2 separate regions of the Lactuca sativa genome follow, and region 1 is linked to region 2. Evidence: chromatin contacts called from public Hi-C data. All regions are on one chromosome and are shown on one strand. The core of a region is the stretch at or near the end of the contact, and the rest is flanking DNA. Distances in the headings are between cores, read along the strand shown. Region 1 holds the start of LOC111893677 (putative disease resistance RPP13-like protein 2). Region 2 holds the start of LOC111917335 (UDP-D-apiose/UDP-D-xylose synthase 2).

Region 1 (2,878 bases), core at 182-2,681, 140 kb before region 2:
ATATTTTGAGTACTACGATTTTCGTTTTGGTGGAATTGGCTAAAAGTCAACCATTCTTTTCGTAGTTTTTTACGTCATACATTCGTTGTGTGTGTCTGATTTTATATCTTATAAAAATCATATCTAATTCATATGGAGTCGGATTTCTGCGAAATTTATATTTTCGGGATCGGGGAGACGTGTATTTTCTATATATATATATATATATATATATATATATATATATATATATATATATATATATATATATATATATATATATATATATGTTTTGGCGCACTTATTTTTACGATTTACGGACGATTCAGCTGATTTTTGTTATTTATATTATAATAATCATGAAACACATAATATTCACATAATTCTTCTTTATTACGTTAAATATGTTACAATTGTTGACCATAACTATTACTTTGTTGTTGTTGTTGTTGTTGTTTGTTAATCAAAATAGCTATCATTGCTAAAGGAATCTGTTACCCCATCCTTGTGATGCATCAAAGAACGTAGTCCTGGTTTCTACCTTTATCACACATAATGGTGGGTTTTGAAGTGGAGAAATAAAGAGACCATTAGTGTTAGTGGTTCTTGACTTCAGATTAAATATATTAGCGTTAGGGATGTAGGGATCAAAACCCAGTGTGGTTTTGTTTTTATTTTAATTTTTAATTGTAATTAGTTAAAAAATGTAGTATAAAAACATTTAAAAAGGGTAAAGAGGTCATTTTGTTTAGGCAAGACCATTAGTGTAAGATTGAGAAACCGTAAAGATTATTTGTGCAAGTTTAGATACCACAAGGACCATATTAGCCAAAAAAAATTTACAGGGATTGAAGTTGTCACCTTTGGTAAATCATGGGACTATTTATTTAATTTTGTCATAATTGAACGAATGGACTTTAGTTGACTGACAGGTGTTGGAAGACAAACCAAAAGGTATGTCTCCTCGTAACTTCCCTGTAATTCTTCCTTACTCCTATTAACCTTGATTATAGCTTAGTCGTAAAGAAACAGAAATTTACTTGTAACTTCAAATATTGACAACGGTATTTGACACGCCAATCAATTTCTCCTCTCTTTGTATTTTCTATGACCTTTCCGAGTGTCAAGTGTGAAATAGGTGACTACACATAAACGTTCCTTTTCTTATCACCTTAACTGAAATTACATGTATAAAAACAATCGAAAAGATCTCGTGGTAAACTTCTTCTTAGTTTCTTCAGATCAATAAACAAAAACTCATATGCAATTTCCTCGATCAGCAAATAAGAACCCATAAAGCAAATTGATCATTGTTTGTAGGCCGGTGGGCCAAACATAAAGAATAGTAGGCGTAAATTTGTATAAAAGGGTCAAGAAACCTTTCCTGGTATCACAACTCCATAACTACCGTGCTCCAAGTCCACAACAGAGAAAGAGAGAGATCTTATCCAATGGCAGTAGAGGCAGTAGTATCTGTGGTGTTACAGAAACTAACGGACATGCTGAAAGGGCATTCACAATCCCAAAACAAAGTCATAGTCTACGACGTCCAGGAGATCATTAAGTCGCTCAATTCGTTGAAAAAGTTGATGGAAATCAACCAGCAACCAGAAGAATACCTTGATGCTGTGTACAACATCGAAGACGGGATTGAGAAGTTCACTCTCATTGTTGCTTGCAGGAGGGACGTATTTGGTTTCTTAACAAACCATATTTTCTTCTTCAACAACTTGAAATCTTGCTACAATATCCACCAGAAAGTAAAGAAAATCACTACACAACTGATGTACCTAAGAGATCATCAACCTCACCAGAGGACTCCTATAATAGAAGTTTCAAACGAAGAAAAAGCTGATAAAGAACCTGTGGGTGAAAATCATACAACTGTAAAAAATCACACCCCTTCACAGGGTTCTTCTTATACTTCAGAAACACAAGAAACAAATCATGTAGGTTGTATGGATGAACTAAGCTTCAGTTACTCATGCAACGAAGAAGAGATTCAGATTGTCGGTGTCAAAGAACGTTTTCAGCAAAGACGGCGAATTTCAAGCTTTTCCTACAAAGAAGAAGATTTGGGAATCTTTGGGCTGAAAGAAGATGTCGACATTCTGGTTGATCATCTCACCAAAAACAGTACTGAACATGTTGTCTCTATTATTGGTGAAAGGGGTATAGGCAAAACAACACTTGCTCGCATAATCTACAAAAATAAAGACATCAAGCGCCATTTTCAATTCTGTGCTTGGGTTTCGGTGTTGGAGGAGTACTCCACAAAAGACATACTGCTAAACTTGTTCAAGGCAACCCAAAGTATCACGGATAAACCCATTAATATGGATGATGAGAAAGTAGTGAAGTTGAAGCTTTCATCATACCTCAAGAATAAAAGGTACTTGGTTATCCTAGATGGCTTAAGTACTTGCAATAACTTGGAAGTTTTAAAGGAAACCTTACCAGATGAAAAGAACGGAAGTAAGCTGCTCTTGACTTGTTTACAAACGATCGAAACTCCACAGATGAAGATAGTTTCGCATCGTATGATGCCTCTAACTGAAGACGACAGCTGGAACATGTTCAGAGAGAAGATCGGGAAAGAACAAAGTTGGGCTCTGGTTCCAGAGAAATCAAAGCTTGCAATTCTACAGAGCTGTAAGGGTCTACCCCTGAATGTTGTCCTACTTGCAGGTTTTTTCTCCATGAAGGATCCAAGCAGCTGGTCTCAAGTTTTCTGTTGTGAGCAAAACTCTGTAAACATATTGTCTCTTTGCTTTAACGACTTGAGCGACCACTTGAAGGTATGCTTGCTTTATTCAGTGCTTTTTCCTAAAGGATTTGACATTCCAGTAAGGAGGTTACTGCGGCTGTGGCTTGCAGAAGGCTTTGTCAAACAGAATTC
Region 2 (2,796 bases), core at 247-2,746:
TTTGTATGTTGGTACTTTGGGGGAACTCACTAAGCTTTGGGCTTACAGTTTTGGGTTATGTTTCAGGTACCTCATATGATCGCGGGAAGGTGAAGGCATGACCATGCACCTCCTTGTGTTTTAATTTATGATTTTGGGAAAACTCTGATACTAAACATGTTTTGAAAACTAAATTGTAAACAATGATGATTTGTGGATTGGTTTTAAAAAGTTTAATTTTTTCATGAATTTTGTGGAAGTTACACAAGTTCAAGAGTCAGTTGAATTTGTAGCAACTTGAACTTCACTTGCTTGGCTAGTAGCATGTATCATGAATTAAGTCGGGTTAGCCAAAATGCTTCACTTGGTTGATGATGATCTTTGAGTACCAGTTGGATTGACTAAGTGCATATCACTTATCTCCATATCACTCATTGATATTTTAGTAGTTAATTTATAAGTTTGAGATAAAATCATCTCCATAATACTCATGTGTTGACTTGTATGAGTCCTTTCTTCACCATTATACTCTAAAATGGGATCAATAACAATAACCCATTGAATAGAAATTCCAGTTGACTCAGAATTTTGTACACGGACATAATCATTGATACTTGTAAATGAGAATGTAAATGATTTGAACTCATTATAATTTCCAATGCATCCTTGTTCAAAACAAATATGTTATCTTCATTGTCTTGATCTCATGTGATGAAATAGTTTCTAGAACTAAATAATCATGTATGGATTTTACTTCGTGTATTAAATATAGTACCAATAGGTAAAGTATGTAAATGATTCTATTAAGTAACATACCATGAGGTGAAATTCATAGCAAATCAGACTTTTCAAATCCAACAAAACTGAAAAATATAAATCCAAGAGATAGTATCAAAACATTTAGAATGTGAGGATTAAAGTTTTATTTCTCTTATTGGTATATGTTAGTGATGGGAGGCAAGGGATGGTGCTATGATGGGTATTGGTGGATGTGCTATGAAGGGCACATGTGATGGTAGTTCAAAATGGTGGTGGTCAGGGTGGTTTTACCAGAAAGACAAGTAAGACATGGTTTAAGGTCATGGGTGAATGGCGAGACAACGAAGAGAGATGTGAGTAGAGGGAAAGGGAGACAATCATTGGTAATAAAAGGGTGAATGAAAATGAAGTAAGAGTCTAACTATATAATAAAGGTAAATCTTAAAAGATACACTTTTAATAAATCCACAAGTACTCTTCCAAAAGATCAATAACCCTACAAATTGGAACCACAAAGATCATGTAAAAAAAAATTCACAATTTCCGCAAGGACTATTCGCAGTATTTTTGCTAACACACGAACCATTTGTGTAATTTTGTCCGATTAAAATTATAAAAACAAAACAAAATAACCGACAGTGGGCAAGCGCTGCAATCTAGTGGCCTCATCCCTACGCTACATCACTACAAATCGCATACACCCCGTCGTTGGATCACAAGACCATACAGATTATCATACTCGTGAGAGTAGGAAATCACAAACATCAACTTCACACAGTTTAATCACTTAATTGCAAGTGACTGAGTAAGTCCATGAACCCTGTGAAGTGTGAACCTCCTCCCTCCTTTTTCTATCTGCTTTAAATACCTTCCCTCGTTCCCCCAATATCCTCCCGTCGACACCGGATCGAAATCCGATCCCTAAACAAATAGAGAAAATCTAGACGCAGAGGAGAGAGATGGCATCTACGACGGCGAGGTTAGATCTGGATGGAAATACGATAAATCCGATGACGATATGTATGATTGGTGCTGGAGGATTCATAGGTTCGCACTTGTGCGAGAAGTTGATGCAAGAGACGCCACACACGGTGTTAGCTGTCGATGTTTACAATGACAAGATCAAGCACCTGCTCGAACCGGACTCTCTTCCTTGGGCTGGGCGCATTCAGTTCCACCGACTTAATATCAAGAATGATTCTCGCCTCGAAGGGCTCATCAAGTGTTCCGATCTGGTAAATCTTCAATCGCTTTCTTCAGATATGTTTGTTTTATAGTATGTATCTTATAATTTAAATCTTCTCGAATCCTCATGTTCACCTGCCTTAATAGAAGTGAAAATGAGCTACAGTGTGTAAGATCGTAAGAATTCTATATTATTTTGTCATTTTTTAATGTTTGAAGTGCAAGATAGTGTAGAATACTTTAAGCAAATCCTAATCATGTTTAAAAGCTTAGTAAATTGCGTGATCTTGTATCCAAGAATGCAGATCGGTGTCGAGTATTACTTTTCTGTCCTGAATTTTCTAATTTTTGTATGTAGACGATAAATCTGGCCGCGATTTGCACTCCAGCGGATTACAACACGCGTCCTCTTGACACGATTTACAGCAATTTCATCGATGCGCTCCCTGTGGTATGTACTGCGTCTCATTTGCATTGCTTTGACGTTATAATTCAAATCAAATCTTATTCTTGATGATTGAAAATATGATGGAGAATTATGTCACTTTCATATATAGCTCAAGTACTGCTCAGAGAACAACAAGAGGCTCATTCACTTCTCTACTTGTGAAGTGTATGGGAAAACAATTGGTAGCTATCTTCCCAAAGATAGCCCCTTACGACAGGTAACTTCCAGATCTTTGAACTCTTCTTCATCTAATACAATTGTATGTTTTATCATGGGATCTGTTTTCACTTTTCATCTGGTTAGCTAATAGCTAACTCATTCTCGTGCAAATCGTAGCTGATTTGAAAGTCACTTTTCTGGATGATAATGTCTACAGGATCCTGCTTACTATATTCTTAAGGAAGATGTTTCCCCATGCATATTCG

The links. A called contact is a pair of places that touch in the nucleus more often than the background predicts.
Region 1: a Hi-C map of seed shows a contact between it and region 2, with 4 times the contacts expected there. The contact joins the promoter of LOC111893677 here to the promoter of LOC111917335 in region 2. A contact is called at or near these places in 3 of 4 Hi-C or Micro-C datasets (leaf and seed).

Annotation. Positions count from the first base shown.
Region 1 is chr6:59,947,250-59,950,127 of Lsat_Salinas_v11, reverse strand. LOC111893677 (putative disease resistance RPP13-like protein 2) reads left to right here and starts at 1,431. Exons shown (of 2, transcript XM_023889743.3): 1 at 1,431-2,878. The coding sequence starts at 1,431.
Region 2 is chr6:59,810,599-59,813,394 of Lsat_Salinas_v11, reverse strand. LOC111917335 (UDP-D-apiose/UDP-D-xylose synthase 2) reads left to right here and starts at 1,496. Exons shown (of 9, transcript XM_023913026.2): 1 at 1,496-1,973; 2 at 2,282-2,374; 3 at 2,481-2,588; 4 at 2,748-2,796. The coding sequence starts at 1,698.